5 separate regions of the Mus musculus genome follow, and regions 2, 3, 4 and 5 are each linked to region 1. Evidence: chromatin contacts called from public capture Hi-C and promoter capture Hi-C data. All regions are on one chromosome and are shown on one strand. Each heading gives the region's core, a stretch centred on a gene start, on an enhancer-like site or on the middle of the called end of the contact. The rest is flanking DNA. Distances are from core to core; before and after follow the strand shown.

Region 1 (3,714 bases), core at 551-3,050:
TCCCTAGGGACCCCTCTTCCCATTAGGTCTGAGGGAGGGGGCCAGCCCTTACCCCATTTCAAAGTCTCTGATTTCCTCATGGGACCGAGGGGCTGCGACGAAATGGGAGGAAGCAGAGGTAGATGGACAAGGACACCACCTGGTACAGACAGTTTGAGACCTAGAGAGAGGGCTGGGGTCACTGTCACTTGCCCCTTCCCTCTTCTGCACTTCAGCACCCGCCATACTAAGACCCAGCCTGTGAATTTTATGGCTGCAAAGACAGGATGCATGCTGTCTCTCTTGGAGCCAGGAATCTAGACTCCAAGTCCCTTATCCCTTGGACCCAGTTGTCCAGATGCCAGCCCACCTCCCTCATACCCAAGGGACTAGACCCTAGTTCTTTCCCTCTAGACGGATGGGGCTGGATCCCAGTTCTCCTACCTCAGACTGTAGCCCTCCCCTTAAACCTATGGGGCTAGGCTCCCAGTCCCCTCCTCCCTCAGACCTAGATGTCCATACTCGACCCTCTTCTTTCAGGCCTAGGTGGCCAGACTCTGGCACCATTTTCTGTGACCTAGGGGTTAGATCCCAGCCATCCTCCCTCCAAACCAGGGGTCCAGAATCCCTGGATTCCAAGTTGTGGATCTTCTATTTCAGATTTGGGGTCCAATGCCTGGCCCTGTTCTCTCAGAAGCAGGAATTTAGATAACAGCCCTCCTTTCGAAGACCACAGATTCTCCCTTAGTCCTTCTCGATCATACCTGGGGGCCAGGTCTTGAGCAAGTTCCTCACTGAGGGACCACTTGATGAGTGAGGGACTAGTCTCTCACAGCTCTGAGTACACAATTCCCTGGAGGAAAACTGCTTCCTTTGTCACAGACACAGTAATCCTAAACTATAACCCTACTTTTGAGGTTCTGAGGTCCCATAAAGTCACCTGTCCATCTTGCCTCTGGTAGGACAGTCCTTAGTATCTAACATTGGGAGGAGTGTGCTTCAGGATTCCCGGGTCCCTGAGAATGGAAGTTGGAGGTGGAGAAAGAGAGGTGGAGGAGGGGAAGAGAGAGGGAGAATATGAATGTGTAGAGGCGCTGGGACCTAGGCCTGTAGCAGTCGATTGGAGCCCTGCTTCTCGTGCCCTAAGACCTGGGAAGACTCGGGTCATGACAGTTTCTGAAAGAGCCAGGACCTGGCATTTTGGGTCTTAGAAGGAGGATGGAGTTATGGGTGTAGATTCCCAGGTCAGAATGTTGAGCAATAAAGTAATTGTTGGGGATAGGATTGTAGAGGCGGTAGGCTCAGTCAGGATCCCCGAGTGTGTGGCAGTGGGGCCTGGGTTTTCTAACTGAATTGGGACTAGAGATCACAGACAAAGCTAGAAGTCTACCCTCTTAATCTCCAGGATTCTTGTTGTTGTTACTATTAGTATTAATAATTTGTGCAGGAATAGACTGTCACTGTGGAGCCCTAGGCCTGGAACTGGGGGGTCCCTCTGCTTCATCCTCCCAGTACTAAGATTACAGGCTACACCATCACCCAACACAGCACTAGGATCTTTAGATTCAGAACTCAAACTTCAGGATTCCTGTTTAAGGGCAGAGGTTAGACGAACTCTCTACAGTTCCTTACTAAAGAGAAGGCACCTGGGAATGTGGGACCCTAAAGACCCTTCCATCAGTTAGTAGGCTTATTCGATACGACTCTGCAAAGCAGGTTGCAGGCGCCAGAGGGCGCCAGACAGTCAACCCGCCCTTGGGGTGGCGCTACAGCTCAGACTCCTCCCTTCCCACCTCGGCCCTCCTCCCTTTTCTCCCAGCCAGCTTTACCACCAGCTCCGGCCTCGGCTCACCTTCCAGAGCCCCTTCCCCGGAGCTGAGCTACCGAAGGGCTTCTCTCCCGCCCTCAACCCAGCAGCACCGCAGCTCCGGGGCAGCCCGGCCGGCCAGCCTCCCCCCCCACCCAGCTCAGCCCTGCCCGAGTCCCCCAGTCATGAACCTCTTCCGATTCCTGGGAGACCTCTCCCACCTCCTAGCTATCATCTTGTTACTGCTCAAAATCTGGAAGTCCCGATCGTGTGCGGGTGAGAGGCCCCCCCGCGGAGAGGGGGCGGGAGCGGGCCGCTCTGGGGCACCGGGAAGGCTGGAGCTCGGCAGGTCAGAGTCCTCCCGGACTGCCTGCTGGGGATCACTTTTCTAGTTCTAGGGTCACCAGGGGGTCAGCTCCTTTCCCTAGACTAAGGGGTACACATAGTTTGGTGGGGGTGGCTTCGGGCGTTCAGTTCAACCTTCTGCAGCACCCTTTGGGACAGCTCTGGGTGTTCCGGGGCTGGGAACCAGGAGCCATGGCAGGCGGGGAGGTGGCTGGGAGTTGGTGACGTGGACTGTGGAAGGCCAGGAAGGGAGCGGGAGGAAGGTGACCGACTGGGAGGCTGAAGTCAGGCAGGGCTCTCCCTAGGTCCCAGTGTAGGTCTAGACTGTCAGGAGGACCTGAGGGAGACAGAAGGACCGGCGAGGCCTAGCCTGGGATAGAGCCTCGGTCTCTAGTATTTTTGGAGCCGGCTGCCCCCTGCCTGTGGATGGTGGAAAAAGGGCCGAGCTCAGGCTTAAAGGCCTTGGGGAATCGCTGTGGTCTAGAGCTCCAGCCGGCTGGCCCAGGCGCTGCATGTTAGTTTATTATTGCCCCAAGTAGCCCACCTCCAGCTCCCTCCACCCTGCCCTTCGTTCTCTGTCTCAACCAGGCATTTCAGGGAAGAGCCAAGTCCTGTTTGCTGTGGTGTTCACTGCCCGATATCTGGACCTGTTCACCAACTACATTTCACTCTACAACACCTGCATGAAGGTAGAGTTGCAGTCAGCCCCCTGTGGCAGGGTTCCAGGCCAGGGATCAGGGAGGAGTCACCAAAGAGGCTTGGGCCTAGACATATGGTCTGAGGGAGGTGGCTGGGGAACATGATTTCTCTCTCCCTCACCGTGACCTGAGGCCCTACCTGTGAGCTGAGATGCCCTGTTACCCTCTTATCAGGTGGTCTACATAGCTTGTTCCTTTACCACGGTGTGGATGATCTACAGCAAGTTCAAAGCTACTTATGATGGCAACCACGACACTTTCCGGGTGGAGTTCCTCGTCGTTCCTACTGCTATTTTGGCTTTCCTGGTCAACCATGACTTCACCCCTCTGGAGGTAGGTTTCTGCTGGGCCTGTGTGGTGGTTGGGTAGAGGCAGAGTATCTGACAGGAGGCCCTGTCAGGTGTCTTCCTCTACACAGCTTGCTAAGGCCTAAGTTCGTCGGTGGCAGACACTGTGAACATAATCACAACCCAGCATCCCATTTGCTGCTCTGAGCAGTTAATGTACCTGGCGTCTAGAGTGGCACCCCTTAAGTCGTCTGAATGTCCAAGGGCACCTAGTCCAGCAAGAGCTGGGCTGATGAGGGCTAGGAATGGCAAGCAGAGCTCTGCGGTGGGGCCACGTGAGTTTAAATCCCAGTTACACATCCTATTTTTAGTTTGTTTTTTTTTTCCTCTCAGGAAGTGTTGGAGATAGAGTCTAGGGTCTTATGCATGCGAGGCCGGTGCTTTCTTCTGGAGGCACTGTCAATTATTGGTTTTCTAAGATAGGGGCTGGCCTAGAACTTACAGTCCTCTTGCTTCACTGCTTGGATTATAGCTGTCTGTTATCTCCCCTGGTTGGGAGCCCCAATTTCTACTATAATGACTTCAGCCTCTTTGCCTC
Region 2 (3,714 bases), core at 808-3,307, 970 kb after region 1:
CTCAACCCCACCCCCTCTTGGCTCTCTGCCTTGCTTTTCTCCCAGCTGGGACATATTTAACAAGCTGGCAGGCCCCATCCTTCACTGAATAAGAACATTGTCCCACAGCCCTGGGGACCTGAGGTGTTGTAAGCTGCCCTTGGGCACCCTGTGCCTCACCCTCAATGCCTCCAGCTGTGTTTGTGGTCCCTGGGCATCCAGCAGCATCTGGAAAACCATTGTAGTGAGCTAAACCGATGTCCCATTTTTCCTGGAGCTGGGGTGAATTTTCCCTTTGCAACCAAGAAAGTGCAAAGTATGGGTCTTTCTGGAAGCTGGCCTTGTGATGCTGCTGCACAAATGCTGCTGAGAGGAAGGAGGCCTATCTGTGTTCTGCATGGGGTCCAGAGTCCTACTCCTTACCTGTGAGGGGGTCCCTGAAGGGTGCACAGGCCACAGTATAGGGTGATGAAAAGAGGGAGTTTCCATTCTGTGGGTATATGGGTCTAAGGGAAGGGAAGAAACAGTATCCCTTCCCAGAATCCTTCTGGGGTCAAAGGAGCTTGTGTGCACATGAGGTTTCCACACGTGTGTTTTCCGCACAAAGCAATTTCCTAGCAGATGAACCTGGCCTGGGCATCTGATAACCCAGTTTACATTCTGCTTAGAGCACTGTATTCCACAGGTTAATAGTTCAGTCCCATGGGACTGCCCCCAATCTAAGACCATAAGCACAAGTAGTTACTACATCTCCACCTGTGCTTCCCCCTCACCACTCTACACTGAGGTATCCACAAGGCTCTCCTCTTCCTCTTGCTTGCTACTTGCTCTGGTGTCTCTTAGAACTCACCTTCACTTTTTTCTTTTAAAAAGTTAAATTTCATTTCTCTTGTTCTGACTTTTTTAAAAAAATAATTTTAACTATATATAGGGGGAGAGAGACTCTATGAAGGTCAAGAGGGTATTGGAACCTCTGGATCTGGAGTTACAAGCTTTTGTGATATTAATGGCAGAGCCATCTCTCCAGGTCCAACTGTTTGACTTTTTAATTTTTTTAAATTTGCGCTCTGCTGAGGGACTCAGGCCTTGGTGTATGCAAGACAAGTGTCCCTGTCCTGGCCACACTCCTAGCCTGTTGTTTGTTATAAAAGAGATCACAAGGGATACAGACAAGCGAAAATAAGGGGGGGCTGTGAGCTTCATTCCCTCTCACATGATCCCTGCATATCCAGCACCCTGCAACCAGCTTGTTCAAATCTTGCTCAAGACTGTAATAGACCTTAATCTGCAGTGAACACATCCCTTCCGGGGAGATGGGTGAGCAGGGTTGAAAGTCACAGTTCTTCCCATCACTAAGGAAATCAAAGCAGTTGCAAACTCCATTTCACATCCTATCAGTGGTGGAGTACCTTAAGATTCACATACGGTTGATCGGGAGCTGGGAGAGGAACAGGAACTGGCCTCACAGCTTAATGAGACCTCTAGAAAGACGTTTAAAGGCAGAGGGGGTGTGTGAAAACAAGCAAGGGCCCTGATACTCCTTGGTAAGGCTAAACACAAATGCCTGCGGGATGGCATGGGAGAGGGCAGATATGGATGTAAGCTGGCAAGCCATCAGAAGCTGAGCCGCACCCCCCTCCCCCCATGGTTTGGGAGATGGAAGTGGGGCAGGAGAAAGGCCCATCTGATAGGCTGCTATGGCGGATAGACCGGCACGGTGCTGGCATGTGCTTTCACACAATATTTACTGAAGGCCTGTTGCTTGCCAGGAGTTGTTCCCGGCGCCGGGAACAGCAATGAAGAAAGTGACCAGGGTTTTTTCTGAGTCTCACAAGTTTTCCGGTGAAGGAGGCGGAGGATCGATGCATTTCGGGCTCCTGCTTCTGAGGCTGAGGAGCATGTCGGGTTGGCCTTTCTTTGGGGTGTCGCAGCACACGTGGAGCCACTCTTGCAGGGACATCGTGCTGCGCGCGCCGCCCCGGTCTCGGTGGCGCCTAGCCCGGCTGGACGCCCGCCCCCGGCCCAGCCTACACGTGGGTTCCCGCACGTCCGCTGGGCTCCCACTCTGACGTCAGCGCGGAGCTTCCATTTAAGGCCCCGCCCGCGTGCTGCTCTGCGTGCTGGAGCCACTGTCGCCGAGCTCGGGCCACGCTGCTTCTCCTCGCCAGTCGCCCCCCCATCGTGCACTAGCGGTACGGTTGGGCCCCACGCTGCCGGCACAGGGGGTCCCTATCCGGGGTGGAGGTGCAGGGTGTTCAGATTTGGGCACGCGTGGGCTACTGTGCTTTGGGGAACTGAGCAGGCGGCCCCACCCAGCCTGGGGCGGCGAGACCCGTGTAAAGAGGACTAAGGGGTGGCTGGCCTGAAGGTTGGGAGCCACCGAACGGGGGCGAGGGAGCGGTGCGAAACTTGAGCTCCCGTAACTCGAGCCCATGGGGGCCGAAAAAGCCTTGGCACGTCCGGGGCGGGTGCTTCGGAGCAGCCGTGCGGTTTGCATTTTCCTTTGCGTGGGCTCGGTGGAGTGGTTGTTTCCTGCAGATTATAGGGCGCTCTTGCCCTAAACGCATTTTGTTAAGAGGCTCGCTCCTGGTGTGACTGGGGATCGTGCTAAGCGCGCTGCGTGCGGAGAGGAAGCGGGAAGAGTCGCAGTCCTTCCTCTGCACCCTAGACGGAAGGAGGAAACCTGTAGCTGAGAGGCCTGCGACACCCATCGGGTCGTAGGTGGGAAGTAGAGGCACCCTGTCCTAATAGAGCACAGACTTGAGGTTTGCGTGAAGTAGATTCTCTGAGGGAAGAGCCCCACGCCCTGCCCCCAGTCAGCAGAGACCTCACAAGGCTGTCTAGAAATAGCAGCGGTTGTAAGGAGACCGGATTCCTGCTTGATGGCCCTAGGCTGCTTGCCCAGAGATCTTGTCCAGTCCTTTTGCACTTTGGAACGATTTCAAAAATAGACATGGTGCTTGCTGGGAAAGGTGGCCATCGCGGGGGTGGGAGTGGGCTCCAGGCCTCAGGCCCTCCGCAATTGTATCCCCATTTTGGAACTGAAGAAATTTCCCTTAGCGGCCACATCCTGGGTAATGAGGCCCCGCCCTGGTGGGTGAAGGCCCTAATCCTGTTAGTGGCATTTGAGATCTCACTCTGGCACCAGGCTAAGGTGGCTGCCAGCTCCACTTCACCGCGCTTGTGCTTTGGGCTCTAGTAAGGGCCAAACTTTGACGCCGAACTGCCTGCCAGAGGTCTCATCCATGGCCAGCAGTCGCTAGACCTATATATATGACACCTGATTCTGAAATTGCGCACGCGCACTGCCTTCCCCCGCCTGCCAGTCTTCTGGATCTGGGCTGGTCATACAACTTGGGTTCTTGCGGGGGTGGGGGGGTTAGGAAGGAAGCTTGCGCGTGCGCAGGCTTAAGCACGTTGCTATGCCTTGGGGTCGCACCTTGTGGCCGTTATTGGCGCCCTCTGCTCTTGATTTTTGGTACTTCCTGGAGCAACTTGGCGCTCTACTTGCTGTAGGGCTCTGGGTGATGGGAGAAGAGCGGGAGGGCAGCTTTCTAACCATATAAGAGGAGATACCATCCCCTTTTGGGGTTCATCAAGATGAGTAAGTCCTCAGGCGGCTACACGTACACGGAGACCTCGGTATTATTTTTCCATTTCAAGGTGAGAGCCTTCCTGGTGAGAGCCAGACCACACCCTGGCGCTGGCTATTCTTGGTTTTCCACTTCTGTTCTT
Region 3 (3,714 bases), core at 442-2,941, 860 kb before region 1:
TTTCGCCTTTTGGCCTCAGCCCTGGTCTCAGTCCTACTCTGAAACTATACCTTGGCCTCCACAACCCCCCCCAGCTCCAGCTCTCCAAACCTTCAGCTTCTTCCTGATTCCCTCAGGCATACCTTACTGATGGCCCCCCTACCATATCCAAGCTTCTCTAAGCTAACATTCAAGACTTTCCTACCCTGTATAGCAATAATTCCCAGCTCTGAGGATGCTCTCTCACAGTCTGATACACATCTTATCCAAAGCACTGACTGTCACAGAAAAGAAATTGTACCAAGAGATCCTGGCTGCAGATTTGGAGATCCCCAAAACCATAGACCTTGTAAGGCTCTGCAGACCATGTGAGATCGGTGATCCCTCAATTACAGGGCTCTGGGAGCAATTTAGTGATTCACAAACAGCTCATTACACAAAGTACATAAAACATAATGGAAAATACTTTCCAAGTTTCAAATGGAACCATGAGTTTGCAGGACTGGAGTAATATTAGTAAAATACATATGTTGGCATGCACTTAATCTCATCGAATAATGCATTTTTTCCCTTCCTATCAAGGTCAAGTTGCAGAGCACTGCACTAGATGATCCCAGACAGCTCTACAGACCCTCAGGAATGATTCTAACTCCTCAGCATGGGGACAACACAGGTTCTTTTTTGTTTGAAACCATTTTCTTTTTAATTACTTTCTGAAAGGCAAGTACATTTGAGCTGGATAAAATTCCCAGCGTTTTCTGTTATTATTCTCTACACATTTATCTACTCTTCAAAAGCACTTGAATTTCCTCCAAGACATAGACTGTATTCTTGCAATCATTGGACGATTCTAGTTCCTTCAAACTACCCCACCCTACCCCACCCACCCCTATCTCCGAGTCACCCCCACATAAAACACTTCCCAGACCTTAGCGACTCATTTATGCCTCTGGGCACATCACAAAGCTTGCTTCCCTCTCCCTAGGTGGGAGTACATCTCTTTCTTCCAGGTGGACCTTAACACTTCCTAGTCCTTGAAGAGAGCTTCCAGGCCTCATAAATGGTCCCAGATCCATGTAGATGAGCCGAATGCAGAGGCCAGCATGAGGAGAGACTTCCCAGCCCTAACAAATACACCCCAGTGAACTAGGTGACTCTGCAGACCCCCTTAACTCCTGGGGGAGTGAAGATCTCAAGATGGCCCCAAAAGCCTCTCAACAGACCCTAGCCTACGGTCGCACATAAAAACCATCTACGGCGCCTGCAGACGTGTCCAGGCTCAGCAATGGGAAGGAGGGCCGGCCTAGTCGCGGTCCAGGCCATACGAAAGCCCTCTGGCACCCACGGGCGCGTCCGGGGCCCTAAGAAGGCCCCCTACTCAGAGACTGCCTTGGCCGCTGCAGCCGGGTCCGAAGGTGCCACGCTACGCTCTCCAGGCCCCGTGGCATACGGGCGACACTCGGAGACGACTAGCGACCCGACTCCGCCCCGCCCACCCCGATAGGCCCGAGCCCCGCGGCCCGGACCGCCGCCGCCATCTTACCCCGCCGCTCGGGCTGCGGCTCCGGTCCCGGCGCGGGGCGGGGCGGAATGGGGCGGGGCTCGCGATTTGAGCTGGGGAAGGGCGGAACCAAATTGCCGCGGCGCTTGCCGGGATTTCAAGTACCCAGCTGGGTTTCCGAAAGGCCGGCAGCACCGGAGGCGACTCCGTTTCCCAGAAATCAATGCGTCACATGGAGGTGGAGTGCGCGCGCTGGATGCCGGGAGATGTAGTCCGTGTGAAGACTCCGTCACGCGGGGGACAGTGTACGGGGTGAGAGGTGAAGTGGGCGGGGCTGCTGGAGCGCGCGGTACGACCCCCCTCAGTGTCCTGCGTGCGCGGGGAAAAAGGCGGCGGATCAGGAAGTGATGTAAAAAAGGCGCTCCGTTGTTGAGATCCATGGGAATTGTAGTTCAATTAAGATGGACGCTACCCCGCCCATGGTCGTCCTTTCTGAATATGAAACCCTTCTAATTTTTTTCTCCTATAAATCCTAAGAAGATTTTTTTGAGACGCTGTCTTATGTATCTCAGACGGGCTTGGAACTTGCTGCTGTCTTTCTGCTTCTGTTTCCCCAGTGCTGGGACTCGTCAGTTATCATGCCCAGCTTCTAAAATTATTTATTGGGGGGGGGGAACTAGAGATTGAATTTAAATGCTCATACATGGTAGACAAACGTTCTATGTTATCACTAAACTATATCTATAGTCCTCTTTTCGTTTGTTTGTTTTGAGATAAGTTCATTCTAAGATGTCCAGAATAGGCTTTAACTTAAAATAATCTCCATTAAATTCAGAACTCAGGAGTCAAACCAGAGCTCCTTTACTCAGGACAGGAAAATCCAAACTCTGAGTCTTCTGGTTCAGAGCAGATGAGTGAAGACTCATTTCCCTCTTCCTTGGGACTCTGGAATTTCAATCCTCTTCCCTTTCAGGACGTCAATACCATATCTTACATAAATGTAAGTGCTAAATTCTTCCACAACCCTCCCGGAGCACTCATGCCCTCGAACTCAGAATTCTGGGTCCCCAGACTCTCCATCCTTTGGCCCCATGAGTCCAGACTCCCAGCTTTCCCAGTAGTAGTAAGGAGCCCCTCCCGACCCCCTGGACCGGAGTCGGACCGGAGAAATCTAAGTCTCTAACTCAATACTCTCGTAGGAACCAGTGTCTGAGCTATCAACCGCATCCTTCCAAAGCCCAGAAATCCTGGCTGTCGGCCCTTCTAGACCCGGACTTCCCGACTAGGATGAACTGGCTCATGGATTAGGAATGTGGTGATCTCACAGCCCGTCCTGCCCAGTTACCCTGCTGTCCCCCTCCAGGGCCCCAGCTCCCCTCCCAGTCTATCTTCCGTTTGGCTGGGACAGCGGGAACCGGAAGCCTAAGTCCATAGACAGGCCGAGACGCCAGCCTCTAGAACGAAGCTGGGGCAGAGAACTTGGCGACAATCCCAGGGAGGAGGCGGAGATTAATTTTGAGACCTGTGCTGTCCTAAGATCTCCCTATATACGGCCCTGAGAAGGAGCCCCAAGCCACACCTACCAGAAACAGTGGTCCTTAGATAATAACTACCGCAACATTTAATTTGCATATCCCCGCCCCGAAGAAAACTTTTTCGCCCAAAGATGGGGTTTATTAGCATAGCTCCTCCCAAAGGCGGACTGCAGGAGGAGAGCTCGTGGCTGTGCTTAGGGTGGACACAGGGTCATTAGCATATCCCCACCCCTCTTGGAATTCCCCGTTTTTGCAACCTTGTTTCCCCTACCCTTATTAGTCTAGCTCCTCCCTCACTCTGGCCTCGCCTCCTCCAGAAGCATCCGGAGACTCGTGTCCTCTGGCCAAAGCTCATGTTTATGCAGTATTATTAGCATAACCCACCCCTTGGTCTCTCCTGACTCCCCCTAGGCGGTAGCGGCGGCAGCAGCAGCGGTGGCGACATGAGCAGCGGGGCGGCGTCCGGGACTGGGCGGGGGCGGCCCCGGGGCGGGGGGCCGGGACCCAGGGACCCCCCGCCCGGCGAGACTCACAAGCTGGTGGTCGTAGGCGGCGGCGGCGTGGGCAAGAGCGCGCTGACCATCCAGTTCATCCAGGTAGTGGGCCCTCACCGGGGAGGGTTTCCCCGAGATCGAGACTTTGAGCCCTTTGGGTTCCCTGAAACTTTCGCTTCTCCCAGAACCATCATTAAGACCCTCC
Region 4 (3,714 bases), core at 438-2,937, 740 kb before region 1:
ATTCATCCGCTTCCGGAGAAAGGCCAGATACTTTACTGTCAGGACAAAAGTATGTGAGGCACCCTTGGACCCAAGAGCAGAGCAGATAGCCTGCTTGTCCAGGAGCAAGGCAACAGCCCGCCTGAAGACCACTGCCCCAGCCCTAACTCACACTTGTTTCTGTAGAAGTTTCCAGAAATGTTGATGCCTTCACAGCGTACGACCACCACCTTCCGGCCTAGAGTTAACAGGGAGTTGGAGATTAGTCAGCAAAGCCTCTTGGAAGGCAGATCTCTTGCTCCAAAAGTATTTTTAGGCCAGGGGTCCCAAGAAAGCAGGGGCTGGCGAGTCTCAGAGCGGTGCATGGGTTGATCTCACAGTCGTGAGACTCAAACGAAAGATGGTGAGTGTTGCTCATCATGGACTCCCAGGCAAAGGTAAATGGTGAATGAAACTTACCCAGAAGTACCTGCTTGGCCACAATGGCCGCCAGGCGGCCAAGAAGATGGCCTCGGCCATCCAATACCAGAACCTGTGGAAACAAGAATGCTTAGGAAACAGTTTGGCTTCCCCTATTCCAGGTTAGCAACCCGTCAGGATGCCTACTACCCAGATGAAGCAAGTGTCCCAAAGGGCCACTATAGTACTAACAAAGCCTCAGCAGGCATAGGATTCCTATTGTGTATATAAGTTGATTTTTTAAAATGGAACTTCATTTAACCCTTCCAGGCCTCAAATCCCAGGATAGCTGGGATCCAGTGGCACACCGTTCACTCCAAAATTGACCAGACCTGCTTTCAGACTTTAGCCTGTTGTAACTTTTCATCGGATCCTCAGATGCTCAAGCAGAACCTTTCTTATATGCACTCAAAAGAACCCGATTTAGCTAAGCACACATCGTCCTGTGATTCTGAGCAGTGCAGACTGGATTACAAAGCTAAATCCCGTCTCAGGCATGGAGGCACATGTCTGCATCCCAACCCAAACTACAGAAGAAGCCCATTCCACAGCCACCCTGTTTATTGCTGTTACTGGAGGGTCTCCGGAACTTCCCAAGTTCTTTTTAAAGGGCAAAACTGTCCCAAACAGCACCATTTACTTCCTGAGCAGCAACCTGTCAAGGAATCTAAAGTCAGGAGGAAGGTACAGGCAATTCCTGACCAGCCTCAAAATGAAGAGGTTCCTGCTTCAGTCGGGTGAATAAGTAATATTTAAAGTCTGTCTTATCAATCTCCCCAATTCTGAAGAACACCGAAAACACCCTCAAAAGGCCTACAAGCCTTCAGATCAGATGTTACAGGAATCCGGTGCCCTAAAGTCATGCAAAGCAGGAGCCTGCGACAGTTTCTCCTTATCTTACATACATACACCAGGCATGAGAGATTGCAAGCTCCCCGCACCCCAACGCCTGAGATTACAACCTGTAAAAGTTGTTTCTGGTGTTGGAACCCCAGCCCCACTCCCGTCTTCCCCAGAAAACCCGCTGCATTTCCATCGCCCCATACCTAGGCAGCCGCGGCTTGTTACGCCCGTTACACAGTCCCCTCGCGTGAGACGTTTGCTAAGTCCCATCGCACAAGCGGCGGGGAGCAGTGGCCCCTCACTGCGCTCCCGCCTGGCACCCACCCGACCCCACACCGCCCGGCGCGCGCAGAGTCCGAACCTGCCCCTCCGCCATCTTCGGCAGCCGCCTGGGAAAGGAGGAGGTCTTGTCGCAGGGTTTCTTATCCCTTGCTGCAGGGGCGGAGGAAGTGACGCAGACGGCTCGAACCGAAGAGTTTCCGTCTTCTAATTGGTCGAAGCGGTGAGTGCGCGTCTATCGAGGCGGGCCATTTTTATTTTGTCCAATCAGAATGTCGCCTGAGTTGGCTCTTGGCGGCCATGACTGTGCGGGGCGGGATGTCACGTGGGTTTCGGAGCGGCTTCAGCCGTACAATGCCGGCCAAGCCGCAGCCGCCATATTTGAAGGGATCGCTCTTCTCCGTTCCGGTGTCTGCCATGTGCAGCGCCATTACTCCCATCAAGTGATGGCGGCTGCAGAACATGTGGTGTCCATGAGGGGGCGAGCATAGTCCCTGTCGGCCCTTCAGAGCTGCTCGTGCAGCGGTCCCTCCCCTCAACCCCACAGTGGGCTGACCATCGCTGGCTGTCCTGAACCTGGGAGTCTCGGGTGGAGGAAGCCTTCCAACGGGTGGAGGAAGCCTTCCTGGATGGAGGAGGATGGGGTGAATGAGGGGCTTTGAGGGTCCCGAGACGCAGACGCCCTCACTCGCTTCTATCCCCAAAGGCCTTTGTTTCCGTGACTGTTGTCCGCGCTGCCCTCCCGTCTGTGCGCCTCTAACCGCCCGCCTCCGAAGGGAAATAACTAACCAAAAGACTGTTGGCTATCAAAGACTCGTTTTGTCCTGAAAACCTCCCTAACCAGCCGAGCCTGAGTCGAGTCCTCCTGTAGGTGCCAGCACCGTTTGCTTGCTTGTTACACTTTGGGGCTATGGTTTTGGGGAATTGAGTTGCGTCTGCACATCAAATTCCCATGGGGCGTGCCCTGTGCTGACCCTGGGCTACTGGAGGCCTCGGAAAACAAATAGAATCTTTTGTCGTTGGTTTGGGTTTCTGACGTAAGATTTCTGCAATCCTGGCTGACCTTAAATTTAAGATCCTGCCTCAGCTTCTGGAAAGCCAACAAACCAAGATTTTGAAACCTAAAAGGTGCACCTATTCCCTGTCCTATCCACAGACAGACCCGGATGAGCTGGTTAAAAAAAAAAAAATTATATACAAGTACATGGGGGCAAGAATGGGGTGAGTGGGACTTTTGGTGAGTTGTGATGTCTCCATCCTCGGCAAAGAGCTGGCGGGGTCGGAGCAGTGAGGTCCAAAAGGGGGCTAGTCTCCACCCAAATGTCTGTGTGTCCAGGCTGTGTCTGTCGGGTGACTCCTGCTTCGCCTCAGTATCCTCTGTAAAAGGGGGTGATCAATGGTCCCTGAGGACTGGAGTTCTCACGTGACACTCTACCACTGATCTACGCCCCCAGCCCAGCCCCTCGCCGCTCCCCTCCCCCCCCTCTTAGGTTAGCTTCGGACTTCTATGTAACAGTAGATAACCCAGAATCCCTGATCTTTCTGCCTCTTCTCCAGAGTGCTAAGGAATACAGACAGATTTACACCGCAAACTTTGCTCCATGTCTTTTTTTTTGGAGGTTTTAGGGGCAGGCCTGGTGGCTCACCTGTCTCGGAGGAGGCAGAAGCAGGTCGATCTCTTGAGTTCCCAGCCAACCTGGTCTCCAGAGTCAGTTCCAGGTCAGATAGAGCTAAGTGAGACCCCGTTTTAAAAGAAACCAGATCTTGGCCTTCAAGCTGGGTTAATGGGTAAAGAAGGCCTCTGCTGCCAAGTTTGACCACTTGAGTTCCATCCCTGGGACCAACATGGTGAAAGGAGAGAACCAGCTACCCACAAGTTGTCCTCTGACTTATATACAGGTGCCATAATACACTTTGCCTGCTCCCCATGTGTAATTTTTTTCAATTTATTGGGGGGGGGGTCTGGTGTAATTTCTTTAAAAAGATGAATTACTTTCAGGTGTGGTAGAACACACCTGTGACCCCAGCACTCCAGAGGTAGAGACCGGAGGATTGCACCCACATTCCAGGCCATCGGAGCTACATAGACCCTATCTCAAAAACTAATAAATAGAGTTGGTTTTACAGACATGTATCACTATGGCTGTGTGTTTC
Region 5 (3,714 bases), core at 853-3,352, 720 kb before region 1:
CTTTTTTTGTTTGTTTGATTTTTTTGTTTTTTTGAGACAGGGTTTCTCTGTGTAGCCCTGGCTGTCCTGGAACTCACTCTGTAGACCAGGCTGGCCTCGAACTCAGAAATCCACCTGCCTCTGCCTCCTCCCAAGTGCTGGGATTAAAGATGTGCGTCACCACTGCCAGCGGGATCCGACTCTTTTTTTTTTTTTTTAAAGATTTTATTTATTTATTATATATAGGTACACTGTCGCTGTCTTCAGACACTCCAGAAGAGGGAGTCAGATTTTGTTACGGATGGTTGTGAGCCACCATGTGGTTGCTGGGATTTGAACTCCGGACCTTCGGAAGAGCAGTCGGGTGCTCTTACCCACTGAGCCATCTCACCAGCCCGGGATCCGACTCTTAACCAGCATCTTGGTGACATCTCTTGATGAACCAGTCTGCCTCCATCTTAGGCTTGAAAGCCTCTTAAAGACAAACTAGCTTCTTTCCTGTTTCTGATTAAACCTGTTTCTCAAGATTGGGTTATGTCCCACCTGTAACCTTAAGTACAAATGGTTCTGCACTGCCTGTTCCAGAAAACTTCAACCATGTCTTGGTTTTAAAAAGATATATATTTTTAAAAGATTTATTTATTATTTATTATATGTAAGTACACTGTAGCTGTCTTCAGACACTCCAGAAGAGGGCATCATATCTCGTTATAGGATGGTTGTGAGCCACCATGTGGTTGCTGGGATTTGAACTCTGGACCTTTGGAAGAGCAGTCGGGTGCTCTTACCTACTGAGCCATCTCACCAGCCCTTAAAAAGATATTATAATTGTTTTGCAACCCTACCTTTGTTTCAAAAGGTTGTTATGGCTACCATTTTAGGAACACCTTGCAATAATGTCTTTACTACAGAAGGTTATTATAATGTGTATGTTCTGCTCCTGTAACCTCAACTATTTTGGTGGCCAAATCCCCCTATCCACAAACTATATATAAAAACCTTGTCTTTCTCACATCCAGGACTGACTTCTAGAACCAAAGCTTATTGGGGAGGCAGCTTGTGTCCTCAAAAAAAAGCTAGCTTAATTAATTACTTGCTTAAATTACTTTGGCCGTGATGATTTCGGGTCAGTGATCTTTCTCCTTGTATCTTTGGGATCAACACTCTAAACTTTATAGAGTGTTTTATGCTGTCCCTCCAAAGCTGGAGTCCTTTTGTAGTGTGGTGACTCCTCTTAAGAGTCTAAAGACTCTACAACCTCCTAATACCTGCTTGGATGCTGGAAGAATTTCTGGGACCCTGGGCATTCTGATTGGTCCTTGGTTTTAAAGAAAATCCCAGGAACCCTACCACATTCCGATGAGGCTGCAAGAGGGTTCTGGAGCCTTGGGCCAGGAGGCTCTAAAGGAATAATATAAATGAAGTACGAAAACAGGAAAATCTCCCAAAGAAATCCACTAAACTTGGGAGGGGGAGAGGGAGAATGAGAATAGGATGGGCTAGGAGGGTCAAGAGAACTCAGATGACGTTCGAAGGGGCAGGAGATCACAGAGCACCGTAAGGATATTGAAACAAGGGGAGCAGTCATAGCAAGTTTTGGACGAACTTGGGGTTCTAAACGAACTTGAGGTTCTAAACGTTCCCGCGAGCCTCCAAAGTGCCGGGGGCCACAAGGAACCACGATCTAGCAAGGTGAAGACTCAGGAGGACCGCGAGAGGTATGGGGATTTAGTGACCACCCGTTCCTGAAGGGTCCTGGGGAAACACTACGGCGGCGTTCGGGACCGTAAACGAAAACCGCGAGGACAACCATCGCCGCCCACCGCCAGCCGCCCAGCCCAGGCTTCCGCACTGTAGGGGAAATCACGCGCTCAGAGGGGCGGGGCTTCCGAGAAGGCCGCAGTGGATGACGGGAGCCCGCGCGCCCCAAGCGGCCGAGAGGACTCGGAGGCAGCAGCGGCCGCGGGGCAAGCCCTCACCAGTGCGCATGCGTGGCTCTCCGGCACCGGTCCGTACTCCAGCGTCGTGAAAATCTCCCGGGTACTGGGCTGTACACGCGTAGCCGCCATCGCTCTCCCGGAGCCTTCCGCGAGGGATTGCTGGACGGTCTACCTAGAGGAACTTGGAGGTCCGAAGGGCGGCACCGCCCACTCCAATCAAAGGGGCGGGGCCAACCGTAGGGCCCGGAAGCGAGCTATATAGGACGTGACCCGCCTACTTTAGAGCCGCGCGATGCGGCCTATGGGCGGATGCTGGGAAATGTAGTTTCGGGGAGAACAGACATGGTTGGGTGGGTGGGTGGGGTCCCGCACTGGCAGAAGGCCTTCGGCTATTGTCACTTTGACTCTTTAGAAAAAATAGATTTTCGTTGTTTTGTTTTATTTTGTTTTTCAGACAGAGTCTCACTGTGAGCTCTGGAGGCCCTGGATCTAACTATGTAGACCCGGCTGGCTTCAACTCACAGACCCACCTATCTCCGCCTCCCGAGTGCTGGTATTAGAGGCGTGTGCCAGCACACTTGGCTAAAAAAATATTTATCTTTCTTTGTATGTACTCTGTGTAGCCCTGGCTCTCCTGGAACTCACTTTGTAGACCAGGCTGGCCTCGAACTCAGAAATCCGCCTGCCTCTGCTTCCGGAGTGCTGGGATTAAAGGCGTGCGCCACCACGCCCAGCCCTGAGGTATGTCTTTGCACTATGTGTCTGCAGTGCCTGTGGAGCCCAGAAGAGGGCGATGCAGCCGCTGGGCTGGAGAGAGCCTCATGACAGTTGTGGCTGTTTGGAGCTTAACCCCAGACATCTCCAAAAATAACATGTGTTCTTAATTGCTGAGCCTTCTCTCCACCCCAAATGCTTTTCTTTCTTTAAAAGAAGCAAACAAAGATTATTGTTATGTGCATGAGTATTTTGCCTGCTTGTCTGTGCATCATGTACATGCAGTTCCCCAGGAGGCCAGAAGAGGAGGCGACAGATCCCCCTAGAACTGGAGTTACAGGGCTTTGTTAGTCGCAATCTGGGTGTTGGGAATCGAACTCTCCTCTTCTGGAAGAGCAGTCAGCACTCTGCCGTTTAACTATCTCTCCAGCCTCCTCTGCCTCTATAACTTCTTTATAAGCAAAAACATTAATTATGTTCAAAAAAGGGCGATTAATAGCATTGAGACTGGGTGTGTGTTGAGTGGGATCAGACCCAGAGCCTAACTCATGATAGACAAGAGCAGGAGATACTAAAGTTCTCAGAGTGGCAATCCTTTCTGTACTGTAACCTCTGAGGTTTGGGAAGGGCAGATATGTAGGTTTTATTGATTCAGGAAGTGTGTCATTTCGCAGGCCTCCTCAGTCCTTACTTTTGATTGGTTGGCTAGGAGGGCGTGGCTTCAGCTCTTTCATACAAGTGGTCCCTGTAGGTGCCTGCTTTGGATGAAGGGCGCTGAGGTGGGCTTAACGGTGGCTACTTCAGTTCCTTAGTTATACAGACGCCGGAAGTGTGGCTTTCATTTATGCATTGGCCAAACAGGACCTATCAAGATACCCAGCCGACTTGAGAACGGAGCCTTCATCGTAATGGAACTGTAGACCATTCTCAGGACAAATTTTGGGATTCTGGGTGGAGGCCTGGGTGTACTCACTGGTCCTGGTCGGGAGGTAATGGTGCATGCCTTTAATCCCAGCACTTTGGAGGCATAGGCAGGATTCGAGGCCAGCCTGGTCTACAAAGCATTCCAGGGCAGCCAGGA

Evidence for each region. Promoter capture Hi-C pulls out the DNA fragments that hold promoters and counts their contacts. Capture Hi-C pulls out chosen DNA fragments and counts their contacts.
Region 2: a promoter capture Hi-C map of adipose tissue shows a contact between it and region 1. The contact joins the promoter of Ldha here to the promoter of Kdelr1 in region 1. A contact is called at or near these places in 1 of 39 promoter capture datasets (cranial neural crest) and 1 of 9 other capture datasets (adipose tissue).
Region 3: a contact with region 1 is called in a promoter capture Hi-C map of pre-B cells. The contact joins the promoter of Scaf1 here to the promoter of Kdelr1 in region 1. A contact is called at or near these places in 2 of 39 promoter capture datasets (cranial neural crest and pre-B cells), 1 of 115 datasets of contacts at active chromatin or transcription factors (memory CD8 T cells) and 2 of 9 other capture datasets (adipose tissue and liver).
Region 4: a contact with region 1 is called in a capture Hi-C map of macrophages, with 3 times the contacts expected there. The contact joins the promoter of Rpl13a here to the promoter of Kdelr1 in region 1. A contact is called at or near these places in 3 of 39 promoter capture datasets (cranial neural crest, embryonic stem cells and liver), 1 of 115 datasets of contacts at active chromatin or transcription factors (memory CD8 T cells) and 1 of 9 other capture datasets (macrophages).
Region 5: a contact with region 1 is called in a promoter capture Hi-C map of pre-B cells. The contact joins the promoter of Aldh16a1 here to the promoter of Kdelr1 in region 1. A contact is called at or near these places in 4 of 39 promoter capture datasets (the HPC-7 cell line, cranial neural crest, liver and 1 more) and 1 of 115 datasets of contacts at active chromatin or transcription factors (astrocytes).

The regions. Positions count from the first base shown.
Region 1 is chr7:45,871,040-45,874,753 of GRCm38.p6, forward strand. Kdelr1 (KDEL (Lys-Asp-Glu-Leu) endoplasmic reticulum protein retention receptor 1) reads left to right here and starts at 1,801. Exons shown (of 5, transcript NM_133950.2): 1 at 1,801-2,062; 2 at 2,720-2,820; 3 at 3,004-3,162. The coding sequence starts at 1,972. It also overlaps a transcript of Grin2d not described here.
Region 2 is chr7:46,843,747-46,847,460 of GRCm38.p6, forward strand. It overlaps Ldha (lactate dehydrogenase A), which reads left to right and starts at 2,058. Exons shown (of 8, transcript NM_010699.2): 1 at 2,058-2,171.
Region 3 is chr7:45,014,558-45,018,271 of GRCm38.p6, forward strand. Scaf1 (SR-related CTD-associated factor 1) reads right to left here and starts at 1,692. Exons shown (of 11, transcript NM_001008422.1): 1 at 1,523-1,692. Rras (related RAS viral (r-ras) oncogene) reads left to right here and starts at 3,385. Exons shown (of 6, transcript NM_009101.3): 1 at 3,385-3,611. The coding sequence starts at 3,459.
Region 4 is chr7:45,127,058-45,130,771 of GRCm38.p6, forward strand. It overlaps Rpl13a (ribosomal protein L13A), which reads right to left and starts at 1,688. Exons shown (of 8, transcript NM_009438.5): 1 at 1,643-1,688; 2 at 439-511; 3 at 152-217; 4 at 1-35. The coding sequence starts at 1,657. It overlaps Snord32a (small nucleolar RNA, C/D box 32A), which reads right to left and starts at 406; the gene lies at 326-406.
Region 5 is chr7:45,152,434-45,156,147 of GRCm38.p6, forward strand. Aldh16a1 (aldehyde dehydrogenase 16 family, member A1) reads right to left here and starts at 2,103. Exons shown (of 17, transcript NM_145954.2): 1 at 1,959-2,103. The coding sequence starts at 2,048. Pih1d1 (PIH1 domain containing 1) reads left to right here and starts at 1,870. Exons shown (of 10, transcript NM_029406.4): 1 at 1,870-2,107.